Linked DNA regions of Sus scrofa: region 2 is linked to region 1. A link is a contact called in public HiChIP or PLAC-seq data. All regions are on one chromosome and are shown on one strand. The core of a region is the stretch at or near the end of the contact, and the rest is flanking DNA. Distances in the headings are between cores, read along the strand shown.

Region 1 (6,999 bases), core at 1,756-4,255:
GCTTTATTTGTTGAAGTCATTGTGGCCTGCAGAGTTCTGACCAACCAACCTTTGTTAAAAATTAAATAGATTTGTTTTTTGAAACCTAGCTAATTAATGATTTTTACCTCTTCATAAATGGCCAAGATACAAGTAAAGAAGGGAGCCTAAAGTGATGCAGAAGAAAAAAAAATCAGTATTTCATGTTTCAAATGAATTGATCAACATTTGTTGAATAATAAATGCAAAAAAAAAAAAAAAAGACAAGTTTGGGTGTCTCCACATTGCAATGTAATGAAAGGCAATGGGGAGGAAATCACTGAAATTAGCAAGTAGCCTTTGGTAGGTTGGCTGCTCATCTCTAGAGTTTATAAGTTTAGCCTAAATACATCCTTTACTCCTTTTCATAATTTTTTTTTTTTGCATGAACCCATTCAGAAGTTCCTTGGCCAGGGATCAATGCCACGCCATCAGCAACCTGACTACAATTTTCAAAAGCAAAGAGGTTTCAGGATTGGAGGACAAGTGTAAAGACAATTTTCCTGTTTGGGATAAGCTTAATTTGAGTTCTTATGGGACATCAGGAGGACATACTGAGTAGGTACTTACCAAAATATACATTTGGGTGTCATTAGCATAGACAATATGGGCTAGAAATATAAATTTGGGTGTCATTAGCATAAAGATAGAAGCTACATTGAGAAGCAAGATGATGGGCTCACGGTGAGCAGAAGTCAAGGGATGAAATATAGGTATACCTAGAAGCAGATTTTAAAAACACTTTCTCTTCAGATTATCTTCTTTCATACTAACTGATAATCATCTTGATACAACAGCATGCTATCACCCTTCTGTGGACATTCCATATGAACACACAAAACCTATCCCTCGGCCAGATCCTGTACATGATATTGAAGAAACACATGATCTAGTGCTGACACCCAGATTAGAAGGAAAAGGTGAACACTTAGAGCAAGGACCCATGACAGAACAACTTAGCAAAATGTTCTTTACTACTAAGCACTTTTGGTATCCTCATGGACAGAATCATAGATGTCGTAGGAAACCAAATCCTCCAAAACACAGATGATACTGAGATTTTCAGAAATCAAAGAAAAACATTATTCTGCATTTCATTTGCCGTTTGAGAAAATACAGTTGGGTATTTCACCAGTATGTTATACAGTGAAATAATTAAAAGGTCTTAAAAAAGAAGCTACAATTGTGGGATTTGGACATGTTTAACTACTGTGACAAAGGGGGTAGGGGGGACAGGAGAACACTAACATTTAGGGAACAAACCAAGGAAGACAGGCCAACCCAGTAAAAACTAAGCAGTGGCATCTAGAGAGCTGGGAAGAAAACTTGGAATACTGTCACAGAAGAGAATTTTCAAAAAGATACTTAACAATGCCAAATACCGCAGAGATCATACAGGAGAAATAATGTACGTTAAATTTGTTTAGTCATATAAAGATTACACAGTTTTTTGGTTTGTTTTTTGTCTTTTTAGAGCCACATCCAAGGCATGTGGAAGTTCCCAGGCTAGGGGTCTAATTGGAGCTGCAGCGGCCTGCCTACGCCATAGCCACAGAAACTTGTGACCCAAACTGCATCTCCGACCTACACCACAGCTCATAGCCAACGCCATATCCCCCACCCACTGATTGTGGCCAGGGATGAAACCCACATCCCCATGGATACTAGTCGGGTTCATTACCACTGAGCCACAACAGGAACTCCCGATTACATACAGTTTTAATGGAATTTTTTTAGGAACAGAGATAAAATGAGCTGAGTAAATAAGACATAACGGAGATCAGCATAATTTTGCCTTTCATAACCTAAAATTGCTCAGGAGTATGGGTGGAGGGGGGCAGTGAGAAACAGGGTAAAAGAAGATACAGGAGGGGACAGGTGGGGAGGCGGGGAACGGACTGGGGGTCTGGGACTGGCATATGCACACCGAGGTATACAGAACCATGGACCAACAGGAACCTGCTGTACAGTGCAGAGAACTCTACAGAGTATACTGTGATAATCTATGTGGGAAAAGAATCAGAGAATGGATATGTGTGCATGTATCACTGGCTCACTTTGAAGTACGGCAGAAACTATCACAGCCTCGTAACTTAACTATATTTCAAAAAACTAAAAAAAAAAAAAAAAAAAAAAAAGATATAGGAAAGGGGATGAGTGATGGGGCAAGGTGCCCAAAAAGTGCAGTAGGTTTGGAGGGAAAGATAGAGGAGACTAGAAAAATGATTCTTCTTGGAGGAAAAGATGTTTGCAACGACAGATAAGACCCCTAGTCATGGCCCAGAAACTAAAGTTTAAGCTTCTTTCAGGCAGTGCCCATATTTGATCATATATGTACATCTCATGAAAAAAATAAAACTAGAACAATGCTTTGCGGGGGGGGCTCAAAAAACGTGAATAAAAGCGTAACAAGGCATTGAGTTACTGTAGGAAGTAGAAAGCTTTTCCATTTCACCCATCACCTCTCTGCTCCCACAGAACCTGTATCCAGGCACGCAACCAGAAACTTCCAGCGCCTGGAGGTATCACTTTCTACTCTACATCCGAGCGAGCATTGCACACCCCCGCCGAAAGGGGGCGGGCCCCACAGAGGTCTCGGGAGGGTGGGTCTGCGGCCCTGACCACCACAAACCGACCAATGCCCGCGGCACCCAGGGTGGAGAGACCCCCAGCAAAGCTGACCGTCTAGGGACTGGCCTCCCGAACTCGCTCCCCAGTGCGCCGCTACCCTGGACACCGCCACGCCGCCCCAACGCGGTGCCCCCGCCGCCCGCCCTGGCCTTCTCGGTCTCTCCCGGTACCCACAGCAGCAAACCCTCCTCCTGCGGGGAGACCCCAGAAGCCTCCTTGCTGCCGTAGCTCCCTCGCAAAAAGTGACAACCGTAAAGCTGGCTCACCTCACCAGGCCACTACCGGCCCCACAACCGCCGCGCCCGACTCTCAGCTACTCACGCCGGCCCCGCCTTCCTGAGCTATCCCACAAGTCCTCGCGTGGCCTCGCCCCGCCCCCTGGAGCCAGGACGGAGCGTGCGCAGAAGATCAGGTGCGCTGAGCCCTCCTCCTCTGGGTGGAATCAGCCTAGAGGATTGACAGGTGTGTTAAAGCAAAATCTGACTCTGCCTGCTTCCAGCTTCACAGTAGGTACTCCAAAAACTGCAGGATCATCCTGGCCTGTTCTGATTCCCCACATAATAATAACTTGAATAATGCTTTGGATCGCTCCCACTGTTATCCCTAATATTTGCCTTGCTGGTTTGTAACCGTATTTTATCACTTTTGTGCATATGAAAATCACGTGGGGGAATTCCCGTCGTGGCTCAGCGGAAACGAATCTGTCTAGGATCCATGAGGATGCAGGTTCAATCCCTGGGCTCGCTCAGTGGGTTAAGTATCTGGCGTTGCCGTGAGCTGTGGTGTAGGCCAGTGGCTACAGCACCGATTCAACCCCTAGCTTGGGAACCTCCATGTGCCATGGGTGAGGCCCTAAAAAAAAAAAAAAAAGAAAGAAAAGAAAAAGAAAATCATGTGGGAAAGTTACTGTTTCTCTACCATGAACAGGCTATGGTAACTATACTAATTTTGCAGGGTTTTTTTTAATCTTTAAGTACTTGTATTTGGCAAATCTGTTCTTCAGTCTGACTACCTTGCACTTTTGCAAGTAAATTCCTTCCTTTTCTAAGTATCTATCTCTGAATCTTTCTTGGACGTGTGTCAGTATTAAGACCTATCTTTTGATGTGCCCTAGCCACTAAGTGAAAAGAACATGAAGCTTTTAACATTATGTGCTTCTGCTTCCTGTGTGAGTGAACTTTCATTTTCATGGCAAGTCTAAAACTGTAAAACAGGAGTTCCAGTCGTGGCTCAGTGGTTTATGAACCCGGCTAGTATCCATGAGGACGCAGGTTCAATTCCTGGCCTCAGTGGGTTAAGGATCCTGCGTTGCCTGAGCTTAGGCGTAGGTCACAGACGTGGCTCAGATCCCACATTGCTGTGGCTACAGCTCTGATTAGACCCCTAGCCTGGGAACTTGTATATGCCACAGATGCAGCCCTGAAAGGCAAAAAAAAAAAAAAAAAGTATAAAACAAAATAAAATTGTAAAACAAAAATAATTTTAAAAGCCCGTGAAAACAGACAGAAACAAATAAACCTTTCCATCTGAAATAGCCCTATAATTTTTTCTTTTTAGCTTTTTTTTAGGGCTGTTCCTGCGGCATATGGAGATTTCCAGGCTAAGGGTCGAATCTGAGCTACAGCTGCCAGCCTACGCCACAGCTCACTGCAACGCCAGATCCTTAACCCACTGAGCAATGCCAGGGATCGAACCTGCAACCTCATGGTTCCTAGACAGATTCGCTAACCACTATGCCTCAACGGGAACTCCTAATGTGGTAATGTTTCCATTTCCTTTTCATCTGTATATGTTTTTATATTTAAAGTGGGTTTCTTGTTACAACATATAATTGGGTCTTATTTTTGTTTTTGTTTCATTTTGCTTTTTAGGGCCGCGCCCACAGCATATGGAAGTTCCCAGTCTAGGAGTTGAATTGGAGCTACAGCTGCTGGCCTACACCACAGCCATAGCAACATCAGATCAAAGCTGCATGTGCAACCTACACCACAGCTCTTGGCAATGTGGGATTCCTGACCCACTGGGCAAGGCCAGGGATGGAACCCACATCCTCACAGATGCTAGTCGCATTTGTTTTCAATGCACCACAACAGGAACTCTTGGATCTTGTGTTTTAATTTACTCTGAGAGTCTCTAACTTTGATTGGTACATGAAGAACATTGACATTTAAAGTGATTACTGATATAGTTGTATTAATATCTACCATTTTCATTACTGTTTTCTTTTTGTTGCCCTTGTTCTTTGTTCCTATTTTGTCTTCTACTCTTTTTTCTGCCTTTTATGCTTTTGAGTATTTTATATGATTCCATTTTCTCTCCTTTCTTAGCATATCAGTTATACTTCTTTTTTAACTTTTTTTTTTAATTTATTTCTTTTTTCCGCTGTACAGCATGGGGACCAAGTTACACTTACAAGTATACATTTTTTTTCCACCCTTTGTTCTGTTGCAATATAAGTTTTTTTTAACTTTTTTTAATGGTTGCCATAGAGTTTGCAATATATATATATATACTCAGCTAAACCATGTGCACTTGCAAATATCACTGCCACTTCCTGGATAGTATGAGTACTTTATAATAACAAATTAATCCTAATTCTTCCCTCCCGTCCCTTGTACCTGTCACTCATTTCATATATATATGTGTGTGTGTGTGTGTGTGTGTGTGTGTGTATTTATACATAGATACACACATACATGCATACATACATGCATAAGTATGTATCATCAAATATATTGTTATTATTATTATCTTGAACAAACTGTTATCAATTAAGAATCAGAAAAATGAAAGTTTTTATTTTGTCTTCACTTATTCCTTCTTTGACACTCTTCCTTTCTTTATATAGGTCCATGTTTCTGACCTATATTAGTTTCCTTCTCTCTAAAGAACTTCTGCTAACATTTCATGCCAAGCAAGTCTACTGGCAACAAATTCCCACAATTTTCATTTACTTGAAAAAGTCGTTATTTCTCCTTCACTTTCCTTTTGAAGGATAGTTTGCAGGGTACAGATTCTAGGTTGGTGAGGGTTTTCTCTCAACACATTACATATTTCATTCCTCTCTCTTCTTGCTTATATGGTTTCTGAGAAGTTAAATTTAATTCCTACCCTTGTTTCTCTATAGATAACGTGTTTTGTTACCCTCTGACTTCTTTCAGCATTTTCATCTTTGATATTCTATAATGTGAAAGTGATATGCCAAGGGGTAGTTTTTTGTTTGGATTTATTCTGCTTGGTGTTCTCTGAGCTTCCTGGATCTGTGGTTTGATGTCTTACATTAATTTGGCGAAATTCCCAGTCATTATTGTTGCAAATATTTCTTCTATTCCTTTTGCTCTTTCTCCTCCAGGTATTCCCATTATGTATATGTTACCCCTTCTGTCATCCCACAGCACTTGGTAATGTTCTGTTTTTCTTAGACTTTATTCGCTTTACCTTTTGGTTATTTAAGATTCTATTGGCGTTCCCGTCGTGGTGCAGTGGTTAACAAGTCCGACTAGGAACCATGAGGTTGCGGGTTCGATCCCTGGCCTTGCTCAGTGGGTTAACGATCCGGCGTTGCCGTGAGCTGTGGTGTAGGTTGCAGACGTGGCTCGAATCCTGCATTGCTGTGGCTCTGGTGTAGGCCAGTGGCTACAGCTCCAATTAGACCCCTATCCTGGGAACCTCCATATGCCACGGGAGCAGCCCAAGAAATGGCAAAAAGACAAAAAAAAAAAAGATTCTATTGAACTATCCCCAAGTTCAGAGATTCTTTCCTCAGCAGTCCAATCTACTAATGAGCCCATCAAAGGTATTCTTCATTTCTGTTAAGTGTTATTTTATCTCCTGCGTTTCTTATTGATTGTTGTATGATCGGGCCACCCAAGATGGCTGCCTTCTTGCTTTCTGTACATCCCCTACTCTCCCTGCCTTACCTACACCCTATTCTCATGACTGATTTCCTTCTTAATCATAGAGCCTAATTAGTAAATGTCTACTACATGCCCCAGGTCCCAGCTACTAATTGTTCTAATCTTTAGATCACAGTGCCTCCACTATGATGGTTTATCAGAAGGGCGGTGAGGGGCATGCTCTATAATTGGTATCCTCCCTCTCCCACATCCCCCCTACCCCCTTCAGTAGTGAAGACCACTGCCATGTCCTGTCCACTCTCTGTTGCACCACACAAGACCTTGCTTCAAATAGGTAAGCTCCCCCATCCATTAAACCATTGATATTTCTGTTGCTGACTTTGGGCTCTTTCTTTGGTCTTGAGGCTGGGCAAGTACAGGGTTGGCAGGCCAGAGTGAAGCCCAACAATTATTTCCTAGAATATCCATCTCTTTGCTTACACTGCCCATCTGT
Region 2 (6,999 bases), core at 1,901-4,400, 130 kb after region 1:
AGTGTCAAGGGTCAATTTGCTCTAGAAAGAAGGCCACCCCCTTTGGCTTTCAAGCATCTATCTCTAGACCTGGAACCAGGTCTAGTAGATAGGGAAGCAGGGAAACTCAGTCCCAGGACGACCTCTTCCTAGACAGCTGGCCTTCTCCTCTTCCCAGCCCTCATCCTCTAAAACTTGGTAGATTCCTCTTCGCTTCTCTTTCTCCTTCTAAACATCACCCAAAGGTCCTCAGGCAGCAGAGTGAGGGAAGATGGGTGGAGAAGAAACTTCGTAGGGAAATGCAGAGTCAGGTTATAGACACACGGAGTCGAGGTACTGGCGGGACATATACTGGGAGGTTGAGGGGACAGTTGCTCTCTGGAGCTCAGAAGAGGAGGGATGGATAAATAAAGACCTGGGATCATTGGTGAGAGCTGAGAGGGAGCAGTCAGAGACTTAAATGATGTAAGAGGAAGTGTCATGTCAGAATCCAAAATGTGGGAGTTCCTGTCCTCACTCAGCAGTAACGAATCCAACGCGTACCCATGAAGATGCGGGTTCGATCCCCGGCCTCGCTTAGTGGGTTAAGGATCTGGCTTTGCCGTGAACAGTGAGTGGTACAGGTCAAAGACGTGGCTCGGATCCTGTGTTGCTGTGGCTGTGGTGTAGGCTGGCAGCTACACCCCTGATTCGACCCCTAGCCCGGGAACCTCCATATGCTGTGAGTGCAGCCCTAAAAAGCAAACAAACAAACAAAAAATCCAAAACGGGGAAAACATCACAAGGGAGGGATTTGCATTTCATTGTGATGACGATGCTTTAGAATCCTACTTACAGAGAGAGCTCACACAAATTAGAAATAAACACTAAAACGGGGGTGGACAAAAGCGCAGAGACAACTCTTCAGGGAAAGAGGAAACACAGCCAGTAAGCCAAGGTAGGGGAGTGTTCAACCCGATGACCAGTCAGGTAGTGCCAATTAAAACAAGATGAGGCAGGTGCCATTTTCAAACATTAGTGAGAGGTCAGTGAAATTTACATGTTGGTGGTGGTGGCGTAACCTCTTTTGAAATCAATTTGGCAATAAACAGTAAGAGCAGTAGGGGTTTTTTACCCTTCGGCTTAATAACCCCACCCAAAGTACCCTACGCTAGATTTCTATAACCAAAATTCAGGGAGGGGGAGTGGAATATGTGTGTAATAATATTCACCACCACACTCTTTACCATATGGAAAGTGAGAAAGAATTTGAACACCTACAATTGGAAACTTATGAAGCAAATTATATTTCCACTTAATAGAAAATTACAAAGCTGTTAAAAAGATGTTTATGAAAGTGACATCGCATCACAGGAGAAGATAGATTTGTGCATGACCCGTGATGGCAACTAGGTTTAATGAAACCCAGCACAGGCACAGAGGAAAAGCGTGAGAGGAAATACTAGTAATAGGTCATGATTGTGTCAGGTGTTGTGAGTACGCATGGTTTTCTAGGTGTTTAATAACGGACAGAGTTCCCCGTCGTGGCTCAGCAGAAAGGAATCTGACTACCATCCATGAAGACGTGGGTTTGATCCCTGGTTCCGCTCAGTGGGTTAAGGATCCGGTGTTGCCCTGAGCTGTGGTGTAGGTCGCAGGTGTGGCTCAAATCTGGCATCGCTGTGGCTGTGGCGTAGGCCAGCAGCTGTAGCTCCCATTCAGCCCCTAGCCTGGGAACCTCCATATGCTGCGGTTGCAGCCCTAAAAAAAAAAGTCAAATAAAATAACTGGCCATGTTGTGAAGAGCTGTGGAGTGTGGGGATGAGGGTTGACCAGGAGCCTAGACTGGGCTACGGGGAGGACCCTGACAAGCTGATGGAGGTCCTGAATTCATTCCTCTAGCAGGTACACTTACTGGCTCCATCTAGATGGAATAAACTCAGATTCCCTGTCTGGCCTCCAGGGGCGCTCTGTCCACTAGAGGGTCCTGGAGCTTGCTTGGGTCCTGCATCGCTGCTGGGGCAAGACCCTGGAGGGACAGCTCCCAGAGGTCAGGGGTCAAGAGCAGGCACTGGGGAAAAGGAAACAGTGGATGTGGGGAGCGGTGGCCCCAGTGAGGGTTGGGGAGGTTTGGGGGGATCACCACGGAGCTTAGGGCTGGTGAAGGCTGCTCTGCCCTGGGGGAGGGGTTGGCAGGCTGTGGTCGGCCACCTGCTGTTTCACATCACCCTGAAGGTGACAAGAGATGTGAGGGGGCCATCACCTCCACTGCCCCCCCAGGAACTCTACCTGGGCCCCCACCTACAGGCACCATCCGGCCGGGCAGCCTCCTGCCCCTCCCCCCTCAGCTCTCTTCCGACAACGACACGCTGGGGCCTTGAAATAACATATCTTTATTTATGCCATCATTTCCACATAATTTGCCTATGATTCATCTGTTGTCAAGAGGCATTAAAACCTCCAGCCTCAGCTCCCAGACACCCACCAGTCCCTGTCCCACCCCCTCCTGTGCCCCACCCCTCCCCTTCCCACAACTTCTTGCCCAGCTCTCGCCCCCCAAACTGGCATCCCCCAGTCTCAGCACCGCTTCCTCTGAAAGCGCCTCCACCCCCAGCTCTTCCCTAACTGGGACTTTTCTGGGGAGTGGGAGGCAGGGGCTGAGACAGCAAGTGGCCCGGCCCCTGTCCATCCACTTCCCCAGCCCAGACCCGGGCCTGGGGCGGGCACCGCTGATGCCAGATGACCTCACACAGGCGGGAAACGGGAAGAAGCTCCTCTGTGCCCAGGAGCAGGGAGCTCTGGAAGCCCGTTTTGGGACCCCCTCCTTCCTCAGGCTGGATCTTCCTGGTACCTGAAGGCTGGTCCCTGGCTCCCTCCCCCTCGTTCCGTTTCCACAGGGGTATAGAATTTCCACTGTGTGTGTGTGTGTGTGTGTGTGTGTGTGTGTGTTGGGGGATGGGAAGAGCAGCCTTCTCACACCCTCATGACCCAGTAAAGCTTTCGGCTTTGGGGGCCCCTCCCCAGACCTCCCCAGGGAGGTCTCGACGAGGCGGGGGAGGCAGGGGAGGAAGAGGGCAGGGGGCGAGGAGGGGGCTGCCGCGCGGGCTGGGCGAGGGGAGCTGCTGTGGTCGGGTTATCTGATGTGAGCAGCCAGGTGTGCTGGCTGGGGTGGGGGCGGGGAAGCGCAGCCCGAGACGGAGACGGAGGGAGGCAGAAACTGCAGACGCGGAGAGCCTGAAACAAGAAGGGCAGAGGCACGCCGAGGGGGCCCCCAGATGGCTCCCCCCAGAGACCAGCTTTCCGTCAGCCGCGCGGTGGGGGCCGTGTCCTCCCGGCGGCTCCCCCATCCTGGTCCCCATGTCCCCAGCTGCCAGAGAAGCAGGCAGCCTCCCCGCCCCCAGGGGGACAGAGGTGGGGCAGACAGGAGTGTGTGGAGGGGGCGAGGGTCCAGCCTGGTCGGAATCAGGGCAGTTGGAGACAGTTGAGGGTCTGTAATCTCGGTTGGGGGTTGACGGGTGGAGGCGGCTTTGCAGGAGGAGATAATGGGGCGGAGCAGAGCCCTGGCCGGGGGACCGGGGTGCCCCCGGTGGGGTGGGGGCCAGCCCTCCCTCTCCTTGGGTGGTTTGAGCAGGGCTGGGAGCACCGTTGGGGTCCTGCACAAAAAGGTTCCACCTGTGAGTCCTGACTGGTTCCCCCTCCTGTCCTGAGTCCGGATGTGTGTGCGTGGGGGTGGAGAGAGGAACCCAAAGAGGGTGATGACACTTCTAACAATGGAGCTAAGAGTCACCAGGCACTTTCTGCGTGCCAGGCACAAGTCTTAAGGCCATCATGTGCTCACTTGGTTCTCAAGACGCCTGTGAAGTAGGTACGACTGTTATCGACTGTTATCGTCACTCGGCAGCACAGAGACAGAGCAGGCTGCCAGCAGTCCCGCCGCCGGGAGTTCAAATCCTGCTCCCCCTCAAGGCTGCCTCTGCTGCTCTCACCTGCTGGCTTAGGTGTTACCTTCCTGTTACCTTCACAGAGACCCTGTCACCCTTCCTGGAGGGGGGGACCGGGGGACTCGGGCTCAGAGGGCTCAGGGCATTGACCCCAAGTTGCACAGCTGGTGAGATGCACTGTCAGGATTTGGGACGGCTTGCTCTCCTTCACCTTCTTGGCTGCTTCCCTCAAGGTCAGGAGCAGCGTGGAGAGGGGCTGGGCCAGCGTGGAGAGGGGCTGCTGGCCTGCGGTGGGGGCAGGCCCCTGGTGAGCATCTCAGAGAAACAACCACCAAGCAAACCAACGACGACCTGAACGGTCCTCTTCCAAGGCCACCCATATCCTGCCCCCTTCGGCTCCCCTCCCATCCACTCCTCCACCTCAAGGCCTTCCTGTAAACACAGCAGAAGGCAGGAGCCCCTTGGGGCGGGGTCCCTATCGGAGAGGAAGTGGGGCCGGCTTCTCTCCCACCCCCTTTATCACTTCTCCCCATCCCCACTTTATCACCCCAGGCTGTTCCACCCTCCCCTCCCTGCCCTTCCCCTGGGGCTCCAGAGCAGGAGAGGAGAAGAAATTTAAATCAGTGGAACTGGGGGTGGGGCTGGAGGAGACACCTGGGACACCGGGGGAGGGGCTTCCCTGTCCCTCCAACCTGGTCCTGCACACACAGGTGGGGGCGGGCCTTTGCGGCCCAGGCCTTTCTGTTGGGCTGCTTGCTCTACCTGGCCGGTCTGGTAGGCAAATGGAGAAACAAGAGCCAGGCTCAGACACAGTTGGGGCCCCTGCCCTTGCCTGGCCTCGCCCTGGCCTGGTGCTGGCGGCCACAGATGTTCACAGGATGTGTAATTACATGGAGTGGGGTCAGGGCCCTACAGGCCTTTCCCCCATGTAGGATTCTGAGTACAAGTGATGAGGGCTGTGGGAAGGCCTGTGGAGCTAAAGAAGGGACACCAGGCTGGGCATTATGTGCCTTCTCCATTTGTCACCAAGGTATAGATGCCTCAGCAGAGTTGTGCCCATGGCCTTCCCCGCTCCACAACCAGGACCTGGGAGGCTGTGCCTTTCTTCCCTGAGTCCAGCTCAGACAGAAGTTGCAGAACAATCCAGCTTGGAATTTGATACTTGATACACCCCTTCCTGCATCCCTTATATCAGATATCCCTGGATCCCTGATCTTTGGCTCAGATCTCATCTAATTCTGTAAGACTCTGTTCTGACTTGGGGTGAGACTCTTGGGTCCAGGAGAGGGAGGGTTGTGGAAGCGCTGACAAGTTCCCCAAATTCCTGTGGATGCCTGGATTGTCCAACTACTCCCCTGCCAGGACTCAATCTCATGACCCACCCCTTCCCTTGATCCCAGCAAGGGCTTGAATAAAACTGAACCAAAGGGCTCTAGTCAGTGCGCCAGTGTCACCCTGCAGGAAGGCATCGTCTTGGCTCTGTCTCGGCCAACTCTGGACATGGTCTGCCGATCAAGGTCAGGAGGGGTGGTTACAATTTTGGATGACAAAGTGACGATTCAGAAGTTTTGAGCAGGAGTTCCTGCTGTGGCTCAGCAGTTAATGAACCTGACTGGTATCCATGAGGACTCAGGTTTGATCCCTGGCCTCACTCTGTGGGTTAAGGATCCAGTGTTGCTGTGAGCTGTGGTGTTAGGAAGGCAGCTATAGCTCTGATTCAGCCCCTAGCCTGGGAACCTCCTCATGCCACGGGTGCTGCCCCAAAATACAAAACAAACAAACAAACAAACAAAAACTCAAAAGATTTGAGCAGGCTAATCTCAGTGTGGGAGAAATGAAATCATATAGACATGAATAGGGATAAATTCTGCATTTGGGTCCCCAAACCCCAACTGTGCACAAATAGATTGAGGGATGTGGGGCAGATGATTTAGGGAGTAGTTAGGATGTGGCTTCTGAAGCCACAGGAACTTAACTTCTCAGTTTCCAAAGTTCAAGAGGAGGTGTTGATATTTGCATAAGGCTGTTTGCATGTCATATTCCAGCAGGGACCCAAGCAGAACTTTTTTCCCTTGACAGCTATTGTAAGGATCAGCTCTTCTCTGCTAGATGCTGACAGAAGTGGGCGGCATGTTGCCTCACATTCATTTGGTCATTCATGCCTTTATTCAGCTGCGTTTATGGAATCCCGCCTTTGGTCCAATCTGGTAGGGAGCCCCACAGGCAACACAGAACTCTTAAACACACTGCAACGTACACTTCACTCTCCAAACAGAGTGGGTGCACCATTCTACCCAGAAGGGGCCCGGGAGGGTACAGCACAGTCACGTTCAGGGAGGAATCTGTGCAAGACCTGAACTGGAAATTCAAGGAGCAGGAAGAGTTTGCCTGGTTGAGAAAACTGGGGAATGAAGGACAGGATGGGGCACCTCAGGCTGAGGAAACAAGGCCGGGGACAGTGTGGAGTGTGGGTCTCAGAGTGTTGGCTGGGGACCCCTGTGGACCCCTGAGCCCCAGAGGCTCTGCAAGGTCAAACTACTGTCATAATAATACTAAGACATCATTTGCCTTTTTTGGGGGGGGGGCTGCACCTACGGCATATGGAGGTTCCCAGGCTAGGGGTTGAATTGGAGCTATAGCTGCTGGCCTACACCACAGCCACAGCAATGAAGGACCTGAGCTGCATCTGCGACCTACACCACAGCTCATAGCAATGCCAGATCCTTAATCCACTGAGTGAGGCCAGGGATCAAACCCGCAAACTCATGGTTCCTAGTCAGACTTGTTTCCGCTGCACCACAACCGGAACGCCTCATTTGCCTTTTTAACTCTCATCCTCTCACTTGTGTACAGAGAAGTTTTCCAAAGTTTCTGTGATGTGTGAGACCCTAACAGGTGGAAAGCAGGAGCAGAGGCTTCAAAGAGATTTGCAGAGCTATCAAACAACACTAAATGTTGTCCTGGTCACTAAATGTCTTTTTTTTTTCTTTTCTTTTTAAGGCTGAATCTGTGGCATATGGAAGTTCCCAGGTTAGGAGACAAATCGGAGCTGCAGCCTATGTCACAGCCTCAGTCACAGCAACTCTAGATCCTGAACCCA

The links. HiChIP or PLAC-seq counts read pairs in DNA pulled down with a chosen protein or histone mark.
Region 2: an H3K27ac HiChIP or PLAC-seq map of alveolar macrophages shows a contact between it and region 1. The contact joins the enhancer-like site here to the promoter of RPAP3 in region 1. A contact is called at or near these places in 1 of 5 promoter capture datasets (liver), 26 of 47 Hi-C or Micro-C datasets (adipose tissue, alveolar macrophages, blood and 13 more) and 2 of 2 datasets of contacts at active chromatin or transcription factors (alveolar macrophages and skeletal muscle).

What each region holds. Positions count from the first base shown.
Region 1 is chr5:78,063,247-78,070,245 of Sscrofa11.1, forward strand. RPAP3 (RNA polymerase II-associated protein 3) reads right to left here and starts at 3,006. Exons shown (of 18, transcript XM_021092589.1): 1 at 2,916-3,006; 2 at 1-49. The coding sequence starts at 20. LOC110260775 (a long non-coding RNA gene) reads left to right here and starts at 2,188. Exons shown (of 3, transcript XR_002344182.1): 1 at 2,188-3,111.
Region 2 is chr5:78,195,786-78,202,784 of Sscrofa11.1, forward strand. No RefSeq gene overlaps it. Among named protein-coding and RNA genes, the nearest start is that of HDAC7, 13 kb to the left of the region's middle. Within about 2 kb of position 3,151, at least 30 of the 83 cell types and tissues checked have an H3K27ac peak or open chromatin away from gene starts, as enhancers often do. A contact at or near this core is called in alveolar macrophages, fetal liver, omental adipose tissue and 1 more, where this site is marked.